Regions from separate parts of the Mus musculus genome. Here region 2 is linked to region 1. The links are chromatin contacts, called in public Hi-C maps. All regions are on one chromosome and are shown on one strand. Each heading gives the region's core, a stretch centred on a gene start, on an enhancer-like site or on the middle of the called end of the contact. The rest is flanking DNA. Distances are from core to core; before and after follow the strand shown. Region 1 overlaps Nfib (nuclear factor I/B). Region 2 overlaps Gm11267 (a long non-coding RNA gene).

The links. Hi-C and Micro-C count contacts between places; a contact is called where the count stands out from the background.
Region 2: a contact with region 1 is called in a Hi-C map of cerebellum, with 2.2 times the contacts expected there. The contact joins two enhancer-like sites. A contact is called at or near these places in 1 of 15 datasets of contacts at CTCF or cohesin (the NIH/3T3 cell line) and 7 of 484 Hi-C or Micro-C datasets (the HL-1 cell line, cerebellar granule neurons, cerebellum and 2 more).

What each region holds. Positions count from the first base shown.
Region 1 is chr4:82,398,817-82,404,164 of GRCm38.p6, reverse strand. The region is part of intron 2 of Nfib (nuclear factor I/B); the gene reads left to right. Among named protein-coding and RNA genes, the nearest start is that of Nfib, 100 kb to the left of the region's middle. Within about 2 kb of position 3,319, at least 153 of the 459 cell types and tissues checked have an H3K27ac peak or open chromatin away from gene starts, as enhancers often do. A contact at or near this core is called in cerebellum, where this site is marked.
Region 2 is chr4:82,581,307-82,586,560 of GRCm38.p6, reverse strand. Gm11267 (a long non-coding RNA gene) reads left to right here. Exons shown (of 2, transcript XR_003955228.1): 2 at 1-5,254. Among named protein-coding and RNA genes, the nearest start is that of Gm11267, 4.3 kb to the left of the region's middle. Within about 2 kb of position 1,805, at least 14 of the 459 cell types and tissues checked have an H3K27ac peak or open chromatin away from gene starts, as enhancers often do. A contact at or near this core is called in cerebellum, where this site is marked.

The sequences.
Region 1 (5,348 bases), core at 2,070-4,569:
CACACTGTGGATGTTAGGTTGCCATGAAGGGGAAGTGTAGCTTTCTGTCTCGAAAATGCCACAGTCCTGGCTTGACTCAAAGAATTGCTTTGGGGGAAAAATGTGGGGGCTGTCTCCTTTGGCTCCCAAAGCATGCAAGAAGATATTAATAGAAAGAGGTAAAATCGCTTATGTAGCTGCATAAAGACACTCGTGTTGGTGATCATTAAACAGGGTAAATGTCCCCTGCAATGCATGAGACGGCTTCAGAGACAAATTCCCGATAACAGTTCTTACAGATATAATTATAATAATTGTGTGATCGCCGTGATAATTATTCTTATAGACTGAAAGAAATAATTTTCTATCTAGAGTAGCGTTCAACTGTTCTGCTCACAAAGACAGTCAATAGATCTTTTTTAGCTAACCTAAAAAAATTGTAGAGGTCATGGGGGGTTTTCCAGCTAAATTTAGAATTAATTGACTTTGTAAAAAAAGACCCCCTCCAAATAAGGAATATGACATCATAGTCAACGAGGTGTCTTTGCAGTGATTTGCTTATACAGTTCTCCAAAATTAGGGAAAGCCGTGCATACATACATACTCATGCCATACATACCAATGCATGTTCTTTTAAAACAGATTTTAAAATGTATGATTTCCTGTATTACTGCTTGGAAACTTTGTCTTGGTTATGATCTTTTTCTTTTTAATTTTTTTCTGTTCTTTAGATTTATATGTATCAGTGTTTTACATGTATGCGAGCATATGCGAGTGCGTGTGCGCATGCGTGTGTGTGTGTGTGTGTGTGTGTGTGTGTGTGTGTGTGTGTGTGTGTGTAATTATGTGTATGAGCCACAGGCATGCGTAATACCTGTGGAGGTCAGAAGACCATTGGATCCCCTGGTTCTGGGGTTGTGCACGGTTGTGAGCCACCATGGGGAAGCAAACCTGAGTCCTCTGCAAGAGCAGCCAGTGCCCTTGGCCACTTCCCCACCCCTGGTTATGATTGTTTTTTAAGGTAGCGTTTTTTTTTTTTTTTGTTTTTCTTTTTCTTAATGGTGGGTGTAGTAATAGGAAACCAGTTTTTATGGTGTTTTCTCTTAGGACTTTTTAAGAGTCTTTCATTTAGTCTTTCTCCAGGTCCTAGACCACATGATCGTGTTTTAACTTGAGATAATTACTAATTTGATTCTCTAACCTCCCAACTAGCCCATAGATTCTTCCCCACTGAAGATGGTAGAGGGCAGTGAGTGTTAAGCTACTCTTCGCACATCCTGTCTCACTAGTACAGCTTCCGTGCAGCTCTCTCATTGGCCGTCTCGTTGATTCGTCACCTTTACCCGTGATGCTTTGCAGACGGAAACCAGCACTTGTGGTCTGTTGCTTGTGGTCCCAACGATGTGTTAGTAGCTGAAAACAGTGAACAGATGGGAAGTTCTGATGTGCTTTGGATCTCTTTGGGGATAATGTCAATTTATTTTTAAAATATATGAAGTCTACTTATTTTTAACCTTATAATTTGTTTTTCAGAGACAGGGTCTTACTATGTAACTGGCCCAACAAACTATGTAGACCAGGCTGGCCTCATACAGGAATCTATCTGCTCTGCTTCTGGAGTGCTAGGGCTAAAGGTGTATGCTACCACACCCAGCCTTACTTACAAGCTTTAAGCCAAACCATTTATTTTTCCCAAGTGACTAGCTTTAATAACTATGGAAAGGAATGATATATGGAAGGAACATTGTTGGTTTTCAATTCTCTAAAAATAAACAAATGGCCAAATGCATTAGATGTATTTCTGTCTGTTGCTGAGGACTGAACCCATGGCTTCATGCATGCTACCCAGTCGGTGTAGCTCTAAGCAGTTCTCCAGCCCCAGCATCTCACTACTGGGTGTTAATTGTTTGTGTAAGCTGGTAGGTAGCTCATTATTATCTTTCTTTTAAATTGTTTTGTCTTTCCTAAGGGAATGGATGCTTTTCATCCCATTTCTCCATGGATAGGATATTTAAGATAACGCCCTTTCTGCAATGTAAACAGATGCCCCAGACTGTAAAAGATATGTTAGGATATGGTCAGTGACAACTATGGAGGGAAACGGCACATGTACAACCAGCCCTAACACAGTGTTAAAGCCTTATATTAGAATGGGAGGGAAGTGATGTGGACCCTGCAGGGTGGTCTCATTAGGTGGATGCAAAAAGAGGGCCAGGAAGAATATACCAGATGAAGGGAATCAAGCACTTTAAAGATGAAATTGGAGTTTGTCTGACGTCAGAGTAAGGACATTTCAGTAATGAAAGCCATATGGGTACAGAGCATGGAGACCTGCAATTAGCAAAACAAGGGGGAGGAGCCTTAGAAGGTAAGAGCTGGGCCAACACCTGGAAGTAGGGCTTTGAGGTGAGGGGTTTCCAGCAAGTCTTTCTGGTTCATCTGGTTCGCTGAAATGGGAGAGAGTGGGCAAAAGGTCCTGCTGGAATAAGGACAATAAGGACTTTGTCATTCAAATGAGAGCAGGGTTAGCTATAGAGGATTGGGAATCGCAGACAATGAGTAGTAGAATTTAGCAAAGTGGAGCTGGTTGAGTTTGCCCTGGGGTTACAGGCAGGAAGGAACCAGGAGGTGGGCCTCATGGAAGGATTTTCTTAGGCAGTGATAGTACCAAAGGGTCCCACAGTAGAGAAAGAGCCATCCACTTTAGAGAGAGGCACCACAAAACTTCTCTTACATAGACAATGGAACTGGTCCCCAAAGACAAAAGGATGGACCTTTGATGGTTCCAGATATATGGAGTCTGAAGTCAGTTAGGACACCCTGTGGCTGATGGGACAAGCGGTGGTGGTGGTCAGGCATCCCTGGGCTCTGATGCCGGGTGGAAGATTAATTTTGATCCTTCCTTATGAGGTGGAGCTCAGGTAGTGTTTGAATATTCCCTTTTTATTTTGCTTCTCAGTGTTACTTCAGAACAGCGTCAAGCATACTAGGTCCTCATTTATTTTTTTATATTAACTTTTTTTTTTTGAGGGAGAAAATTCTTCAAGGATGAAAGTTCTGTGGGATGTTTCTTTTTCCAGTTTGAGAGAGAGAGAGAGAGAGAGAGAGAGAGAGAGAGAGAGAGAGGTGTTTGCAATATCTTTTCAATTTAATTTTATTATTTGCTGTTGTGTTTAAAGAAGCAGAAGCTACTCTGAAATTTAGGTGTGAATTTTGGAGAAGACATGAACAGTTTCATAAAAAAATGAAACAAAATGTGCCCAACCACTGAGTGCACCCCGGGGAGTAAACCCTGCCCTCAGGTCCCTGATTCACCCTGTTAGTAGCAGCCAGTGAGGCTCAGTTTACTGGCACAGCCTCCTCTGCCCTTCCTCTCCGTGTGAGTCCCAACCTTAGCAGGCAAAGGCTCAGAAGCCTTGGGATGAAGCTACATCATCCCACAGTTGAGCCAGCTAATGCCTAAGTACAAACAGTAGCCGGCAGTAAGTGGGTGTGGCCCTGCAGCTTCCTGGAGTGTCTTACAGGGGTTTGTCTTTGTTTGTAGATGTCTGGGTCCTGCAAATGGACTCCCGTCTTTGTTCAGTATGCAACTTTGACTACGTAATTTTCTTTGAGTTAAAAAAATAAACCAGTGGAAGGCTTGCTAGTTAAAGATCACACACACACACACACACACACACACACACACACACAGCCTTCAGAAGCAAATGTTTGTGGGCATAACCAGACTCCACAACATTTTTTTCTTTAAACTCTCTTTAGCCCTTGTCATCTTAAGATGTGCCTTATGCCTTACCACTTCCCTGGGAAATACGACTCACAGGAGCAAATTACGTTTCTGAGAGAGTCCAGGAGGATCCTAGTTAAGTAGATTAGGGTCTGGCATTCCTTTTAGCTTCATCAGTCATTTACAGCAGAGGATGGACACTGTAGCCGTCTGCGACTTGCCAATTAGCTGGGCTTTCCCCGCTGTTTCTGGTTTGGCAGGGATGAGGTGGTTCACCCTGCTGCACTGCTGCCTGCCAAGGACACATGGCCAGCTCCCTGCTTCCTGTCTTCCTCTTTGTGTCCTGGCCTTGCCTTCCAGACAGCTGCCAGGTTATGGTTGCCAAAAACCTTCCTTCCTTCAGAAAGGTCAAGTAACCTCAAATCACCTTTGCCAATATTTGTGTTTTCTTTTTAATCCTTCTGTGCTCAAGTTGGAGAAAACTGTAGCACTGAGTGGAACTTAGGGTCACCTCGGATCTCTTGGATCTGAACCTGAAGCATCCCTGAGCCAGTCCGGATGGTGCTTCTAGTACAGTTCTGTTCACAGCTCTGTGAAGTGCGATCGAGTTCAGGAGGGTTCAGTGTGGATCTGAGTGCTGCTGCTTTTTAGGATTCTCAGTTCACTTGTGATCTTTGGCCAAAGCCTGATGCATTGCATGGCAGGAAGAGAAGAATGTGGAGATAGGTTTTGGCTAAAGGCTTACTTTTTTTTTTTTCTTCAAAGAACTTGATAGTTGCAAACCTGTCTTTGCTTTCCTGTTTGGTGTCTGTGAATAAGAGTTAGCAGCCTGTCCATGGCCTGGGGACAGCGAGTGAATTAGCAGGAGCTTGCAGGATGGAAGTACCACTTCCTTGGCCCTGGCATGGCTGTAGGAAACACAGTCGCTGGGACTGAGGTTCAAGATCAGTGTGAATAAGTGTTTTGAATGACACTCACCACTCACCAAATGCATGCACTGAACAGGCCATGGTTACAGAATGGGACAAGCAAGATTTCTTGTTCCTGGGCAGCATATGGTCACATATAGACCTGTCCTCTCTAGTTCATCTCTTCGAATTACTTCATGCTCATCTTTCATCAAAGGACACGGCCACTAGTAGATAACACTTTTTAGAAGATTGAAGGTCTAGAACATTAATAATGAGATATTACCTTTAAGTAATTTTCTGCTTTAAGGTCTATGTTTTTATGAAGTGTTTTCTATGACACATGGGAACCACCACAACCATTGTCTATATTCTGATGTCCATTTTAGATGGGAAATTTTATGTCTCTTTCATTGTTTCTTCCTTCCTTCCTTCCTTTCTTCCTTTCTTCCTTCCTTCCTCTCTCTCTCTCTTTCTCTCTCTCTCTCTCTCTCTCTCTCTCTCTCTCTCTCTCTCTCTTTCTTTCTTTCTTTCTTTCTTTCTTCCTTTCTGTACTAGAGATTGAATTTGGGGCTTACTGCATGCTAGGAGAGTGCTCTACCACTGAGCTCTGCCAGCGCCTCTAATACTTTATAAGGCAAAGAGAGCTACCTACTGATTCTTATGGTGTTTGCTGACTGACAGAGGGGAGGGCTGTGTCCTGCCCAAAGACTCAGAGAAAGTTCAGCATGGTC
Region 2 (5,254 bases), core at 556-3,055, 180 kb before region 1:
ACAAATTTGTTTTTTTTTTTTTTTTAATTGGTCCTGGACTCCTCTTGTTCGTTTCTCGGGAAAAGGCTTGTGAAGAATTTCTCAAATTTAGGGATTCTTTTTTGAAGTCTAATTTTACTTATTTGCCTATTTTTGAACTCCTAAAGAAATGCAACATATTGGCTATCCTCACATTTTTGGAAGCAAGAGCTCTGAACTGTTTTCTCCAAAGTTGGCCCTCATTAATCCTTCTTACTCTCAGCCACTGCTTAATATTTCCACAAAGCAGTTCAAGGTGAGTTGTCTGCCAGTGGGAGACAGTTAGTGTGGCACATCTGCTTGTGCCACCATTGTTGCTTGATTTAGCCAAAGATTTATTTAGAAAAAACAAATATAATATAGCAGGAACAGTCACAGTTGCCAACCGTGACGGCAGTGCTGTTAAGGTGACATTTTGGTAACAGAGACTTTGATACTATTAGTTTATGTTATGTTGCTATTATTATTATTATTATTATTATTTATATTATTATTATTTTATTTTATTTTTTTATATTATTAGTTTATTTTATATTCCTGCTTTGATCTCAAATCAGTGGGCCTTTTTATTTAAAAAGAAAGAGAACGAGACTTCGATATAAAGTAGGAGAGGGGTGACTGCAAATAGTTTGCTGTACAGAATTCAGGTCTCCCTATCTTTGTATGCACGAGTGGCAAGGCTTCATCAGGACATCATACCCCACCTAACTGGAATTAAAATTACATCCGCTTCTTGTTACGTACAGCAGCCAGAACAAGTGTCTTCCAAAATCTTCTCGTCCCCTGCCTCCATGGGTCATTGCTCTTCTTTCTCTGTCCGCCAACAGCTCACCATACCAGAGGCCCCTCAGATTCCGCAGCGGAGAATGACACCGGGTCACAGTCAGACTCCTGTGACAATGACATTTTCTGGGAGAGTTCTGCACAGCTGTGTCACTATTAACTTTTAATGAACATCCTTTCTTCCTTTGAATTTTGGCGAGTTAAATGGACATGCCATTTTTACTTTCATCCCTACTTTATGTGACACACTATATAGTAATTATGGGTGCTAAGGTAGTTTGGGATGCCTAACTTGGGTGTTCCAAAACTAATAGCATAATTTTGCCCATAGTTACACACAAATGTAATATAAGATTTTTTTTTAAAGTCTGGGGCTGAAAATACATTTTAACTTATAATACACCAAAAGGCAAAGAGATGTATCTAGGCCTGAATTTGGGCCCCACTGTTCATTTCAGGGACCGCGGCTCTATGGAGAACTCAATGGAAGGCGTGCCCAATGGTTCCTGGGACAATGAGTGGAACAGAGGCTCCGTGGCGGTCATTTTGGAGCATTATTCATTCCTGGTCTCCACAATAGCTGGAATCTGATAATTTAGCATTAAGCCTCTTTTCAACTATATGGAACTGTAATAAGGTGATTTAGCCAATGTGCCTGTCCATTGTCCCAGAGATTCTGTGATCTATTATGCTGCAATGTGTAAAAAGAAAGGAAAAAAAAAAAAGAAAAGAAGAAAAAGAAAATGAAAGAAAGAAAAATCTAGGGGTAAACATAAACCAATTAATTACCAGAAACATTAGAAGATGCTTTGAGAGAGCTGTTATTTATTGGCATTTTTTTATGAATCAATATAGATATAAGAATTGACTGCCAAAGCCTCTGGGTACACTCACATAATGAAAGTCCAATTAATATCCCCAAGCACAGTGCACGGCCGGCATCAGGGAGCTGCAAGGACAGTCACTGGCTTCTGCAGCCAACATTGACAGCTGCAGGGCCCTGATAGAAAACAGCCTCAAAGGCCCAATCCCCTCCCCCAGCCCAGCCTCAACTGCACGGGAGCTTCATATCTTGCCTGTACTGAAGCAAGGGCTGCAGGAACAGATGGGACACCAGAAGCAACCCGTGGCTATTTGTGATGTCACCAAATGAAGCATTCTGGGGTGCTGTTGGGTGGCAAAAAAAATCAAAAGGAAGGATGAGGGAGCATCGTTAGGAAAACTAGGTGACAAGGTAAGACAAGGTGACAAGGTGACAAGGTAACAAGGTAAGACAGTAGGTTAGCAAACCTTCCGTCAGGCGCTAAAAAGAGGCCATGCAACCTTCCATCCAGATGTGCTTACATTTCCACTTATTTTGTGTGGATTAAGAAGGAGATTGACTTGATCATTCCATAAAAATGATTTACCTAAATAAGAGATAGAAGAGATTTACCTAAAATAGCCAATTCTTATAGTGACTGAATAGGACAGACGGTGGAAACAAAACATAATTTTCTTCGTCTTCAAATAGGCCATTGATGATATAATTATACTCTTAGTGAGCAAAACCTCCAAGGAGACATGTGGTATTAAATTCCCTGTAAATTCTAGGAAAGTCATTTTCAAGAAATGATGTTATTATGCGGAAGTGGGAGATACTCAAGGCAGCTTGGAGCCTTGCTTAGGGTCAGTGATAGAAGTCAGAGGTGAGGTTCCATTCTTATCCTTCCAAGATTTCTGAAGGCTAGAGAATCCATTTGAGGAAATCATGGAAATAATATGTGTCTATTTGGTTTTGAGTTAATAATTATTGCCTTCTACACATCTTTCCTCAATTACAGGGTCCCACATCTTTTATGGGGGCACTTCTCATATGCTGCATTTGTTCTAACCTATGTTTCCTCTCTCTAGAGTGGAGAGCTCTTTCATTGTTGTATCTTTACTACCTAGCATAATACCTGGAAAGCAGTAGCCATCAGTAATGTCTATTTAAGTAGGATAGATAGATAGATAGATAGATAGATAGATAGATAGATAGATAGATAGATAGACAGCTGGATGCATGGATGGATGCACAGATGGATGCATGCATGGATGGATGGATGCATGGATGGATGGATGCATGGATGGATGGATGCATGGATGGATAGCAAAAGCCTTATTTTAGCTACCTGTATAATTTAGCAATCATCAGCTTAACTTAAAATTTTTCCTTGGCTTTTGAGAAGCAGAATATATTGAGTTTAACTATTTCTGCATTTAATTTGGCAAAAATACTCTAGTTGTTACTAATAAGAAGCAAAAAGAATGATAAGTAACTCTGATAAATGAAGGAGAATTATAATTAGGTAAAAGCTAATGGGGAGGTGAAAAGGCACTCACTGAACATGTTTATTCATTTATTTTGTTATCAGTTCTTAGGAATTTCTTCTGCAGACAACATGGTAACACCCATCCTGAATTTCTCTAAGCAAAGAAGAGTCCTCCTGGTAGATAAGTTTGTTTCAATGCTTCAGTAACATTTGTGGGTGGCTTCCAAATTAGTACCACTTCACCAAATAGGAACTAGGCCACTAGATGTGTTCTGTGTGTACTAAATGTGAAGAAGGTTATCAGTGGGATTTGGCTTTTGTAACGGGGAGAATTGAAAACCCTGGAGAAATAACACAGAATTCTTGCAGATATTTTCAAGATAGGGCAGTGTCTCCAGTGGTCTGGGGAGGGTGATGCTAAGAACCTACTTTGGGAGCAGGGTCAAAAAGGCTTGATGAACAAAGCTGAGGGGATAGATGTGTAAGTAGAAAGCAGATGTGGAAACATTATAAAGCAGACCCCAGATGGTGAAATGCATCCCTGTAAACCACATCTGGGCTGGAGCATCTTAGAGATGCTCCAGGAGTGTGCTGGAGGTGTGTACAGCACGTTTTCTATTAAATGACTGTATTACATTTGTTGGAGACAAAGACAGGACTTTGGAAGTAACTTTGTTACTAAGTAACATTGGAAGAAAGTTACCAGAGGAGCATTTCCCAGCTCTGCACAGAAGTATAAGAAAGTTAAATAACCCAGAAGCATTACCTCATTCATTACTCAGAGTTCTCACTCGAGTGCAGAATACTGGGGGAACCACTCGGAAGAGTACACTCATTGAGCAAGGGTAACACGACAGGGTTCCCAAGACCACACGATGCTGACAAGAATCAACGCTCAACGTAGTATAAATCAGCACATCGTTCTCAATATGCTTCCGAGTAATCTCCACATCTCATGATTAAATTAGCTTAGCAATACCAGATATCTCATACTCTGTGTGGCAGCATGATATTTGAAACTGCATTTTAAACCTAATCTTTGTAAGCACTCTATAAACTACTATCATTCCTAATAATTTTTTTTGTTTTGAAATTCTTTTAGGCTTATTGAAGTTATGAATTGATTCCTGATTACCCTACAACCCACTCCCCTATTATTAACAGCTTATATGAGAGTAACATTTATTATTACTTATGAAGTGTTGTTGACACACAATTCTCAAGTCTGTATTTTATACATATTTCTTTAGTTTTCACTTAATGCCCCTTTCCAACCTATCTTGCCTACTGTCCTATGTTCTCTTGTCATTGTCATGTCTTCTGAGGTTTCTCTTGGTTGAGGTAGTTTCTCCATCTTTGTTTTTGAAGACCTTGAACGTTCTGAGAAGCCAGTTGCGGTGTTTTTCAGACTGCTCTGTAGTTGGGTTTTCTTGTGACTGTGTTGTGTGGTCTTGAAGGCCCCAGAGACATCTACCATTCTATCTTGTGTCCAGGTGCTCTATTAATATATTAATTAACCTTGAACACATAACTGAGACAGTTCTTGTCAGGATCCCCTACTGAAAAAATTGTCCCTGAACCACACACTACGGTTTCTGGAAGGAAGCCCTCGTGCACAGCCCATTAAAAGGAGAGGTTCTGCTCCATCCCATAGAGGGCCCCCATTTTTATATATGTACGTGAAAGCCATCTCTATTCTACATTTAAAAAGTATTCAATATGATCTTCATATCAGTATGCACTCAGAAAATATTTGTCTCTTACTTTTGGTTATTCTGAAAATGCTAATCCATTCAGGCCACTCTTGGGATATCTCTGAATTCCAGAGGCTACAGAAGCCCAAAAGTTAGATACCACCAGCGTCTGTGTCTGCTGAAGGCTGCTTCCTGGTTGTAGACTGGCATCTTCTTACCGTTTTCTAACATGGCCAAAGATTTGAACAGGACACTTTAGGAGGGCATTAATCCTATTCATAGGGGCTCCACCTTCAGGACCTATGCACATCTCAGAGTCCCACCTTCAAATCCTGTCACCTGTGGGAGGAGAGTCCAGCATTTGGGTTTGTGGTGGCAACACACAGAATTCCGATGTGTGGCCTCTAATACTGTATTACGTTTACTACCAATGTGACCATTGCTGATCAAATGCCTCAGCTTTGA